Linked DNA regions of Callithrix jacchus: region 1 is linked to region 2. A link is a contact called in public Hi-C data. All regions are on one chromosome and are shown on one strand. Each heading gives the region's core, a stretch centred on a gene start, on an enhancer-like site or on the middle of the called end of the contact. The rest is flanking DNA. Distances are from core to core; before and after follow the strand shown. Region 1 has its middle 7.2 kb from the start of ACKR2. Region 2 holds the start of SMCO1 (single-pass membrane protein with coiled-coil domains 1).

Region 1 (6,216 bases), core at 806-3,305, 62 kb before region 2:
GAAACAAGCTGTTGATCTGCACACACGTGGATCCATCTCAAGGGGATTATGCTGAATGAAAACAAGCCAATATTGTAACCTCCCAAGGGGTTCAGCTTGCCCACTGCCTAGACAGAGCCAATTCATCAAGACAGGGGAATTGCAATTGAGAAAGGGTAATTCACACAAAACCAGCTGTGCGGGAGACCAGAGTTTTATTAATACTCAAATCAGTCTCCCTGAGCATTTAGCGAGCAGAGTTTTTAAGGAAAACTTAGTGGGGTGGGGAAGCCAGTGAGCCAGGAGTGCTAATTGATCAGGGATGAAATCATAGAAGTTGAAGCTGTCTTCTTGCACTGAGTCAGTTCCTCAGTCAACTCTCCTTGCACAAGATTAGAAGTGCCAGTTTATTTATCTGGATGGTGTCTGGTGAGGGTCCGCTTCCCATTTCATAGATGGTGCCTTCTCACTGTGAACTCACATGATGAAAGGGACAAGAGAGCTTTCTGGGGTCTCTTTCATAAGGGCATTAATCTCATTCATAGGGGCTCCAACCTCACGACCTAGTCACCTCCAAAAAGCCCCACCTCCAAAAATCATCACATTGGAAATTAGGTTTCAACATATAAATTTGGAGGTAGTGAAAACAATTATTCTGTCTATAATAGTGATGAGTATAAATTATGTTTCAAGATACCAGTGACAAGGTCCCAATAATATTACAAGCTGATATTACAGATCCCTAATCCAAAACTCCAAGATGCTCCAAAATCCAAAACTTTTTGAGGGCTAACGTGATGCCACAAGTGAAAAACTTCACACCTCACCTTATGTGATGGGTTGCAACCAAAATACAGTAAAAACTTTGTTTTACGCAAAAAATTCTTTTAACTATTGTTTAAAATTGCCTTTGGGTCATGTGTGTAAAGTGCATATGAAACACAAATGAATTTCATGTTTTTGTGTCCCAGCCCCAAAATATCTCATTATGCATATGCAGATATTCCAAAATCTGAAAAAATCCAAGATCCAAAACACTTCAGGTTCAAAACATTTTGAAGAGATATTCAACATGTTCTGTGTTTCATTGCCTTCATTCATAATTGAAAGAAAAGTTAATTTTGTGAGAGGTTAATGAAAATAAAAGTGGAAAATTTTTCCTGCCCAACTTCAAAAGTTTCCTGAATTAGATCATGGACTTCGAATTAAGAACCCTTGCCTTGCTTAAGACAGCAACTTTCTCTCCTCTATTACACGGCTGCGATAGTCATAAAGCAAAAAGTAGCAGCGGAAGCATCTGTGGAAGGGGCCGTGGTCACATTGCCTTGTTAAGGGTGTGACCAGAGGTTCCCTAGGAGTTAAGGCAGAACTTCATATTTTAAAATGTCAATCAGAGGCCGAGGTGGGTGGATCATCTGAGATGAGGAGTTCAAGACCAGCTTGGCCAACATGATGAAACCCCATCTCTAATAAAAATACAAAAAAATTAGCCAGGTATGGTGCCATGAGCCTGTAGTTTCACCTACTCAGGAGGGTGAGGAATTGCTTGAGCCCAGGAGGCAGAGGTTGCAGTGAGCAGAGATCACGCCGCTGCACCAGCCTGGGCGACAGAATGAGACTCTGTCTCAATCAATCAATCAATCAATCAGTCAATGTTAATTGGTGTTTCCTCACCATTCACTTTTCTTCTACTCAAACAGTGAGACTCAGGGAGGGTCTTTGAATTTTTTCTTGGTTTTTGATTACAGGAGTTTGAGGCAATTAAGGTTCCGTTTCTATTCTATACCAAACTAAACAAGTATTCCCCAGGCTAAGAAGATGAGAGGCAGGAAGGAAGCAGGTCAGTCTAAACATTAGAGGGACCCTGTGCCCTGCCTTATGGCCACAGTCCTGGTGTTTGTGGGACCCAGAGGGACACAGGGACATGGCACATGGGGAGTCCAAGGTGAACAGGTCCACAGGTAGACCCATCCCAATCCCTAGCCTGAAGCAACCAAAGGAAAGTGCTCAATGAGCTGCCAGGCCTGAAGGTGCTAGTGGACCACAGTAGTGTGGACATACAGGCTGGTGTCCATCAGGGAGGCAGCATGCTGACATCTCAGTGGAGGCCTATGTGGACAGAGGCCACCAAGAGCCAGGTGGTGCCATGCTCTCCTGTACCTGGGCACTAACCAGTTTCCTGGAACTGATGCAATTCAATTCCCAGTGATGGCAATTTAGTGTCCACATCCTGTAGAATGTGGTCTCAAAATAGAAAATAGCTTGTTCTAGAAAAATACAGTCATATTTTCTCATCTACTTGAGTCTGTGGCCAGAGGTGCTCACTGGAGTCACCTTCAGAATCCCCTGGCAGAGCGCCTGGAGCAGGCACCATCTGTGGCCCTCGTCTATCAGAGCTTCCACCTGCTGGGTGTATGCTGGCTGACTTCCAGCTGTTCGTACCCACACTGCTCTGTCTGTGGCCTTGCTCTGACCAATAACAAAGCCTGTTGTGCCTCTGCCTGCCAGTGCGGCATGCCAGAAATTCCAGGACATAATGTTCCCTGCCCCCCACCAAGAACCCCCAACCAATGACCGAAATGCCCCACCTCGCTTACCCTTGGGTGGAATAACCCCAAGGCGTGTGCACAGCGCTGTCTCCCTGCGTTTCTCCCAGAGGATTAAGTCCAACCACCCACATGGGAAGCCGGTTTGCTAACACACTTTACTGGCTGCCTTCCTTCCTCTGCCTCACCTCCTCCTCACTCTCCTGCTCAAGTCTCCAACTCCCAGATAAACCATTAGTGGAACCATATGACACTGCCAATATTTGAGCTTTTTGACCTATAAAATTGGCAATTTCATATAGCTCAACCTAAAATTTACACTCAAATCTTTGTCTCAGAGTCTGCTCCAGGACTACTTCCCCTTCAACGCTTATCTTCTGCTCTATCCAAAGCATGTCCCAAGTCACCCCCCAGCCACCCCTAGAAAGAGTCAATGGAAAGAAACTGCTGAGCAAAATTCCAGGAGCGGAACCTGTGGGATGACAGAGGGCCGCTAGGCCTCCTCTTGTTTCACAGCGCCACGCCCGGAGAGGTGGGGGTGGGACAACACGGAGGCGGCTCCGGGAATGAATGCGTGACCCATCCACATCATACATCATAGTGGGAAACGCGGTGACAAAATGAGGAAGTCGTGAGAGGTAAGGAAACGCTGTAACTGGAAAAGTGACGGAATGTTCGGAGGCAGAAGCTCCGGGTGTGCGCTTGGAAGCTGGAAAACGGAACGGGGGTGGCTAAGAAAAAGCCCAGAGGCCTGATCCTAGTCCCCCTCCTAAAGAATGCAATTCCCTGTAAACGGAGAGTTCTGGGCATATAAACAGGTTTAGGAACACTTTGGCTAAATCAGCGTCTCAGGCATAAACACAGCACTTTACCATCTCAGGCGCCCAACAAAAATTATTCTGTTTCTGTGGCTCACAGAATATGGAGACCATCCTTCTAGACAGCAGGGGAGGGGGAGAATTTGGATGAGAATCCAGTCCCGTTACCATCTAAGCAGATTTTTTTGCCTGTATTCCACAATAAGAAATGCGTTTTACTTGGCAGTCTATTGTACCCATACACACACATACATACACCTGAAAAAATAGGTTAAACAAAATATTACCCTAACTACTACCAATGTACTTGGATATTTTCTTTCTGTTTCATAGTTTTTAAAAGCCGAACATGAGCCAAGCATGGTGACTCATGCCTGTAATCCCAGCACTTTGGGAGGCTGAAGTGGGGGGATCACTTGAGGTCAGGAGTTCGAGACCAGCCTGGCCAACATGGTGAAACCCCATCTCTACTAAAAAATTAGCCAAGCACAGTCACAGGCACCTGTAATCCCTGCTACTCGGGAAGCTGAGGCAGGAGAATCACTTGAGCCCAGGAGGCGAAGGTTGCAGTGAGCTGTGATTGCGCCACTGCACTCCAGCCTGGGTGACAGAGAAAGACTCCATCTCAAAAAATAAAAATAATAAAAAAATAAGTAAAAGCTGGACATGGCTCATTAACTGATTTTTTTTTTTCTTTTTGAGACAGAGTCTCACTCTGTCACCCAGGCTGGAGTGCAGTGGCACAATCACAGCTCACTGCAACCTTCACCTCCCGGGCTCAAGTGATTCTCCTGCCTCAGCTTCTCGAGTAGTAGGGATCTCAGCTCACTGCAACCTTCATCTCCCAGGTTTGAGCAATTCTTATGCCTCAGCCTCCCAAATAGCTTGGATTACAGGCATGCTACCACCACACCTGGCTAATTTTTGGTAGAGATGGGGTCTTTACCAAAAGGTGGCCTTGAACTCCTGATCTCAAATGATGCCCCCACCTTGGCCTCCCAAAGTACTGGGATTACAGGTGTGAGCCACCGTGTAATTAATTGATTTCATAACCTGCTCCTGGGTGGTGACCTGCGATTCCAAATATTGATTTTGATATATTCAGAAATGAAAGGGAGTGGACAGAATTTCTGGGCTTTTCTCAAACACTGTGTATTTGCTATCAGCCTCTGTCCCATTCAGGGGTTCAGGAATTGCTGGGCTCAGCCAGAGAAACTTCTAAAATACCATGAGGTGAAGAGAGTTCTGATCTCCTAATCCAGTGATTCAAATAAGGCATTGCTGCCCCTTCACATTTTCTGCCACGTCTGTCTACCACCTACACTATGTATGAGTGTATGAATATCTTCTCTAAACCAACTCACTGCTCTTTAAAACTTAAATACTTACCCTAGCCCTGTTTTATGGAATATTATCAGTAAAAGCACATATTTAATGTTATTTCCCAAGGCAAAATAATAAAAACATAACTCGAAAGATAAAACATGCTTGTCCATTCCACCTTAACTCATCAGACCAGTGGCTCTCCCTGCCCAATTCCTTTCATAGAAAACCATCCAGTCTGCTGTCCCTAATGCCTAGAAAGGCCTCAACTTCTGTCCACCTCTTCAGTGACAATCAGCCCCATCACTGTGGCCAGCAGCACTTAAACTCACCAACCCTATGAAGTGTTAGGGTCATTTTCATTTTACAAATGAGGAACTGAGGCACAGAGAGATCAGGGAGACCTGTCCAAAATCCCACAGCTAGGAAGTGACGGAGCCAGGATTTGAACCCAGGCTGTCTGATGACAGAGCCTGTGTGCCTAACTGCTAGGTGCTCCTGCCCCCTTCTGAAGCTGCCCATCCCAGTCCCAACCCTAGTATCGCCCCTTAGAGGACACCTTCCTGGACTACCTGGCCCAGAGGATCACTCTTTATATGTTCCCAAAGCATTCACTTCTTGTCTGCTTGATTCACTTGGAGGTAAATCATAACCTGTGGAGACATTGCCTCTACTAGGCTGGATCCTTCCTGAAGGCAAAGCGGCATCTCATTCCTGTGTATATTTCTGGGTCCAACAGCCCATCTGTGTGGCCTTTTGTGTTTGCTGGACACTGTGATCTGCCTTGTGGTTTAACACACACTCAGCACTCTGCTAGTTATCAGATCACAGGCAGGATTCCAGCAAAGCCCTGGGAATAGTTGGGGGTAAAGGGAGATGAGTGAGAAGCAACGGTTAAAGGAGTCTTAATCTGAGGTCCATGGTTCCCCAAAGACCCATACCTGGTATGCAAGAGATCTGAGCTTATATGAGAACAAGATTACATCCTTATTTTCACTAACTTCTGGTGGAGATTCAGCATTTCCTTTCATCGGAATGTGACCCATGACTTTGTCACCAGTAAAATCCCTGATAGTTTCATTTGACATCGCCATCAGAACAGACATCTAAAAATATTTACGCTCATTACTTGCTGGAAATTCTGGTTGTTTTCAGACCCACTGCTAGATCTTGTATTTAAGGCATTAATAATAATCCACATAAATAGCACCCACTATACTATAATTTTTTTTTACAAACTTGGTAACTATTTCAATAAGATTGACATTCTTAGAAACTTCAGTAGAATTGATAATCATATGTATTTTATTTTATGCATTTTAAAACATGTTTTTGTTTTGTTTTGTTTTGTCTGAGATGGAGTTTCGCTCTGTCACCCAGGCTGGAATTCAGTGGTGAAATCTTGGCTTGCTGCAACCTCTGCCTCCCGGATTCAAGCCATTCTCCTGCCTCAGCCTCCCGAGTAGTCCCAGATATGGAATATTATCAGTAAAAGCACACATTTAATGTTATTTCCCATGAGAATTTTTTGTATTTTTAATAGAGATGGG
Region 2 (6,894 bases), core at 3,572-6,071:
TCACTCTGTCACCCAAACTGGAGTGCAGTGGCAAAATCACTACCTCCCAGGCTCAAGTGATCCTCCCACCTCAGCCTCCTGAGTCGCTGGGACAACAGTTATGTGCCACCACACCTGGCTAATTTTTAAAAAATATTTTTTGAGAGATCGGATATTACTATGTTTGGCTGGTCTCAAACGTCTGGGCTCCAGCCATCCACCTGACTTGACCTCCCCAAAGTACTGGGATTACAGGCATGAGGCATGAGGCACCATCCCTGGGCTATTCTTGATACTTTTAAGAATATTTTGTGTAAGCATTTCACAACAGTCATAAAAAGTAAAGCAGTCCTTTTTACTATTTTACTATTAAAGAAATTGAGTCTCAAGAAGACTGAGACCTAATGTCATAAAGTTAGCTAGTGCTGAGACCAGTATATAATAAGGTGACTTTTTCTACCCCATTCTAATTGTCCAACTCTTATCCTTTCTTCCAGAATCAGCTCAAATCCACTGCCTTTTTAATCCCCATCTACCTTGAGATCTCCTTTCCTTCCTACTTCTCACTCACAAGGACTGCCTCTGTGAACACATCTCCCCACCTCCTGCTTTACTATTAGGGTTAGTCTTTCATGAACTAAACTGTAAGTTCTTGGAGGGAAGGAATCAGAGACTATTTATTTATTTATTTTTTCTGAAATGGAGTCTCGCTCTTGTTGCTCAGGCTGGAGTGCAGTGGCACAATGTCAGCTCACTGCAACCTCCGCCTCCCAGGTTCAAGTGATTCTCCTGCCTCAGCCTCCCAAGTAGCTGGGATTACAGGCGCCCGCCTCCACGCTCAGCTAATTTTTGTATTTTTGGTAGAGACCAAGTTTCACCATGTTGGTCAGGCTGGTCTTGAACTCCCAACCTCAGGTGATCTGCCTGCCTCAGCCTCCCAAAGTGCTGGGGTTACAGGCATGAGCTGCCGTGTCCAGTAGAGACTATTTCTTACATACCTTTATGCCTGTCCCCCAATACCCAGCAAAGGTCTTACACTGTAATAAAAGATTTCTTGTATGATTGACATCTTTTGATGTGAATGAGATGCTGAATTCTGTAACCCAAAATGGGAATTTGAGTAGCTCTGAACAGCTGTGATCATCAGAGGGTGCTGTGGCACCAGAATTATGTCTAATTAACCACAAAGACTGGAGCAACACAACTCACTTGCCTAAGCCACCTACATTGTCTTTATGAGGGCAGTGATGCGTAAACACACGTGCTAGTTCTCTGAGTTTTCATGTCCCTGGTGACCTGAATACCTTTGCGGTTGCCCAGCATTCTATTCTTGATCATCTTTTATTCCTGGTCCTGAATTTCTCCCAAGGCTAATTCACCTTCAGGTATTAGGTTTCATCTAAGCTTTAGACCTGTATTTTCTTTTCTCTTTTCCTTTTTTTTCTTTTAAGACAGAGTTTCACTGTATCTCCCAGGCTGGAGTGCAGTGGTGCGATCTCGGCTCACTGCAACCTCCATCTCCTGGGTTCGAGAAATTCTCTTGCCTCAGTCTCCTGAGTAGCTGGGATTACAGGTGCCCACCACCACACATGGCTGATTTTTGTATTTTTAATAGAGATGGGATTTCTCCATGTTGGCCAGTCTTGTCTCAAACTGCTGATCTCAGGTGATCCGCCTGCCTTGGCCTCCCAAAGTGCTGGGATTACAGGTGTGAGTCATAGTACCCGGCCTAGACCTGTATTTTCAACTATGTTTTGTGCATCTCCATCAAGACGGAGCTACTGAACCTCAACTCTCCTAAGCTTAACCTACTAATACCACCCCCATCTTCAGAAATGACTATGAAGGAATGTTGTCACTGCTTTACACATAGACAAGACTCACTATTAATTTTCACTTTGTAGGAATATAAGCCTGTGTGACCTGATATGCCAGCTATTTCTGTCTACAAGTCAAACCCATGTTATTTGAGCTGGGTGCAGTGGCTTACACCTATAATTCTAGCATTTTGGGAGTCTGAGGTGGGTGAATCACTTCAGTCCAGGAGTTTGAGACCAGCTTGGGCAACATAGTGAGACCTCATCTCTACAAAAAATTTAAAAATTAACCTAGTGTGGTGGTATGTGTACTTGTGGTCCCAGCTACTGGGGAGGCTGAGGTAAGAGAATTACTTGAGCCCAGGAGGTCAAGGCTGCAGTGAGCTGTGATCATGCCACTGCATTCAGCTTGGGCAACACAGTGAGACCCTGTGGAACAAAAAAAAAAAAAAGTCATCCAGGTGCAGTGGCTCATGCCTGTAATCACAGCACTTTGGGAGGCTGAGGTGGGTGGATCACAAGGTCAAGAGATCGAGACCGTCCCGGCCAACATGGTGAAACCCTGTCCTTACTAAAAATACAAAAATTAGCTAGGCATGGTGGCACGCGCCTGTAGTTGCAGCTACTCAGGCAGGAGAATCGCTTGAACCTGGGAGGCAGAGGTTGCAGTGAGCTGAGATCATGCCACTGCACTCCAGCCAGCAGGACTTCGTTAAAGAAAAAAAAGTCGTTTGGGATACCATTTGTATTAACTTCCAGACCTTTAAGAGTATATTGCTTATAGGTCATCTGTAGCTTGAACCTCAGAGATGAACTCTAGCTTGTCAATCAGTATAAAATTTTACAATTGCAGCAGTTCTTTGGAATCCTCTCACCAAAGGACAGTCCCTGGCCAGTCCAATTAAATCTAAACCAACATGCAAATCTGAATGCAGCCTGTTTTTTGTTTTGTTTTGTTTTACTACTACTTCCTTAGTTCCATTAATGACCTTACCATCTATCCAGCTGCTTGAACTAGAAATCTCAGAATAATTCTCAACTGTTTTCTCTTCCCCTTTTATGTCTCTCTAACCCATTCCTGCCTCTCCATCTCCACTAAATGAGTTTCTCATCATCTTTCACTAGGACCTAAGATTACAGTAGCCCAACTGGACCCCTGTTTTCAATTTCCAATCCATCCTCCAGACACATTCTTCTAAACCACAATTCTGATCCTGTAACTCAACTGATTATAAATGGTTTATGCCATCCTGACTTGCCCAGTGATATACTTAGAGCCAAACTGGATCTCCTCAGCAGGAAACACAAGGGCCTTTACCCTTTGCTCCTGTCTTCTGCCAGTCCCTCACCCATCCTAGTCATCAATTACAAGAGACATCTAGTTGCTACCTGAGTACATTATGCAATTCCAAGCTTACATATGGCTTATATGCACTGTTTCCTCAGCCTAGAATTCCTTCCCATATTTTTCTGCCTCATAAGTTCCTACTTGTACTTCAAGATCCAGCTTAAGCTGAGTGCAGTGGCTCACGCCTGTAATCCCAGCTTTGGGAGGCCGAGGCATGCAGATAACCTGAGGGTTTGAGACCAACCTGACTAATATGAAGAAACCCCATCTCTACTAAAAATACAAAAATTGGCCAGGTGGTGCATGCCTGTAATTCCAGCTACTCGGGAGAACTGATTGAATCTGGGAGGTGTAGGTTGCAGTGAGCCGAGATCACGCTATTGCATTCCAGCCTGGGCAACAAGAGCGAGACTCCATCTCAAAAAGAAAAAGATTCAGCTTAAATGACCCTATATGAAGAGTTCCTTTTTCTAGTGTCAAAGGCAAAATTGATTGATCCTCCCTTCGTGTTCCATAGCCCTTTAGGAGCATCACCATTGTAAGGTCAATCACATTCAATTGTAAATATCTTTGAAACTTTTCTCTTTCCTACAGGTTTTGAGCTCCTTGAGGGCAGAAACCATGTTTTACTTATGTTTGTAAATCTAAGATTTAGCACATGCATACATCAAATGGAGTTACAGCACCTGGGAGCAGACATTTCTTTATTATTAATTTATATAGATTTGGGCCTGGAAGACTTAAATCACTGTGATAGAGACATAATTCTTCTTTTTTTTTTTTTTTTTTTGAGACAAGTTTCCAAGTTTCACTCTTGCTGCCAGGCTGGAGTGCAATGGTGCAATTTTGGCTCACTGTAACCTCCGCCTCTCGGGTTCAAGTGAATCTCCTGCCTCAGCTTCCCCAGTAGCTGGGATTACAAGCATGCACCACCAAGCCTGGCTAATTTTATATTTTCAGTAGAGATGGGGTTTCTCCATGTTGGTCAGGCTGGTCTCAAACTCCTGACCTCAGGTGATCTGCCTGCCTCGGCCTCCCAAAGTACTGGGATTACAAGTGTGAGCCATTGAGCCTTGCTTTTTTTTTTTTTTTTTTTAGACGGAGTCTTGCTCTGTTACCAGGCTAGAGTGCAGTGACATGATCTTGGCTCACTGCAACCTCCACCTCCCGGGTTCAAGCGATTCTCCTGCCTCAGCCTCCCAAGTAGCTAGAACTACAGGTGCCCACTACCATACCCAGCTAATTTTAGTATTTTTAGTAGAGACAGGATTTTACCATGTTGGCCAGGATGGTCTCGATCTCTTGACCTTGTGGTCTGCCCAGTTCAGCCTCCCAAAGTGCTGGGATTACAGGCGCGAGCCACCGTGCCCAGCCATAGAGACAGAACTCTAATGAGAATTTCTGTAGTTCTTTGTTTATTTCTATTCTTCATTCTTCTCTTACCCATCTTCCCAGAATAGCAGACCCATGCTTACTCCCTTACTACACCCCTCAGCAACCTTTTCATTGCCTCCTTCAAGGATATCAGGGTTGTGGTTTCACTGTTCATCTTCTTAAGGCAAAAGGAAATAAAACAAAGCAAAACAAAAACGAATAAATGTTTGAATCCAAATTTTCTGCTGTCTTCCACTCAGCAACAGGCAGCGGTAGTATGAGTATTCAATCTACATTCTGCCTGAAAGGCCACTCAGTGCAAGAAGCTTTTAATAGCTTGCACATCCAAATATAGTTTCAAAGAACTGATCCTGTGAACACAGGTGTCCTGGAATGCACTATAACATTTGCCTTTGAAAACTGAACCATAGTACATCAACATAGAGCAACAACCATGTATAATTACGATTCTGTGTATATGCTGCTAAATATATATACAGATACATTAACGTAACATATACCCGGATTAAATTTGATGGAAATGTTACTCTCATATTTTAACAGCTTCATTATTTAATTGCAGCTTAAATTAGGTTTAAAGAGTACCCCAGATCTTTTATGATCATGGTGACAATATCAAAGCAAAAAACCTAACCGTCATTAGAAACTACTAAATACTTGTTACGGCTGGGCATGGTGGCTCACGCCTGTAATCCCAGTACTTTGGGAAGCCAAGGTGAGAGGACTGCTTGAGCCTAGGAGTTGAAGACCAGCCTGGGCAACAGAGAGAGACTCTGTCTCCACAAAAATTAGCCAGGGGTGGTGTGGTGTATACCTGTAGTCCCATCTACTCAAGAGGTGGTAATGGGAGGATTGCTTGAGCCCAGGAGTCAGAGGCTGCAGTGAGCTATGATCATGCTACTGCACTCCAGCCTGAGCAAAGGAATATACATACATACATATATATATGTATGGGGGGGGAGAATGAGCTTCTATATTCAATATTCAATATTCTTTTTTTTTTTTTTTGAGATGAACTCTCACTCTGTTGCCCAGGCTGGACTGCAGTGGGGCGATCTGGGCTCACTGAAACCTCTGCCTCCGGGTTTCAATATTCAATCTATACTACAATATAGTATTAGATTAGGAATTGAATATAAATATGGAAATAAAATAAGACTTCTGTTTTCTTTTTTAAATTTTTTTTTGAGACAGAGTCTTGCTCTATCACCCAGGCTGGAGTGCAATGGCATGATCTCTGCTCACTCTATTTTTAGTAGAGACAGGGTTTCACCATGTTGGCCAGGCTGGTCTCCAACTCCTGACCTCATGATCCGCCCACCTCAGCCTCCCAAAGTGCTGGGATTACAGACGTGACCACCGCACCTGGCCTAGGACTTCTGTTTTCATGAGATTTAAAATCTAATTGGGAAGAGAGAATATATCCTTAAATAGAAAATGTATATGGGATGTGTGCTAAGTAGATAGAGACCATAAAAATAATAGAAGATGACAGACTAAGTCACTGAACTCTTGGGTCATTGGGGAAATACTCCTACTGCCGATGATACTTGGCTTGGCCTCAAGGTCAGGGTCTTTGATTATCAGAGAAGAATGTGAAAGGTATTACAAACTGGAGAAATTGTGAGCAAAATCACAGAGGTGGCAAAGTAAATGATGTGTTCTGGAAACAATGCATGGTATGTTTTGAGCAAAAGATTCGTATAAGGAAAAGAAAACAACCAAAACATTTAAACTGGTAAGAGCCATGTCCTGTGTTTATTTATTCACCGAATAATTTATTCACTTATTCAATACTTACTGAATGTCACAAATATTAACGGAATGGATAAAATCTATGAATGAATGAGTAGCACTATTCCAGGCACTGGCAATATAGTGATAAGTAAGGTGAAATCCTTGTCTTCAAGGAGCCTACTAGCAGGGACACAGTACACAAGAATTACAAGAGAGGAATGCATCTAGCTAGCCTGGTAGGTGTTCTGACAGATGTGAACTGTTGGTTTTAAAAGATTAATCTAGGGCCGGGTGCAGTGGCTCACACCTGTAATTCCAGCACTTTGGGAGGCCGAGTCGGGCAAATCACTTGAGGTCAGGAATTCAAGACCAGCCTGGCCAACATGGCAAAACCCCATCTCTACTAAAAATATAAAAATTAGCCAGGCATGGTGGCACATACCTATAGTCCTGGCTACTTGGGAGGCTAAGGTAGGAGAATGGCTTGAACTCAGGAGGCCGAGGTTGCAGTGAGTTTAGATTGCGACTGCACCACTGCACTTCAGCCTGGGTGACACAGCGAGACTCCACCTCAAAAAAAGATAGATTAATCTAGCAGTGATATTGTAGTATAATGTG

The links. A called contact is a pair of places that touch in the nucleus more often than the background predicts.
Region 1: a Hi-C map of skeletal muscle shows a contact between it and region 2, with 2.7 times the contacts expected there. The contact joins the enhancer-like site here to the promoter of SMCO1 in region 2. A contact is called at or near these places in 3 of 3 Hi-C or Micro-C datasets (induced pluripotent stem cells and skeletal muscle).

What each region holds. Positions count from the first base shown.
Region 1 is chr15:25,651,355-25,657,570 of calJac240_pri, reverse strand. No RefSeq gene overlaps it. Among named protein-coding and RNA genes, the nearest start is that of ACKR2, 7.2 kb to the left of the region's middle. Within about 2 kb of position 2,055, at least 6 of the 16 cell types and tissues checked have an H3K27ac peak or open chromatin away from gene starts, as enhancers often do. A contact at or near this core is called in skeletal muscle, where this site is marked.
Region 2 is chr15:25,591,871-25,598,764 of calJac240_pri, reverse strand. It overlaps SMCO1 (single-pass membrane protein with coiled-coil domains 1), which reads right to left and starts at 4,821. Exons shown (of 3, transcript XM_008981471.5): 1 at 4,620-4,821. The coding sequence starts at 4,693.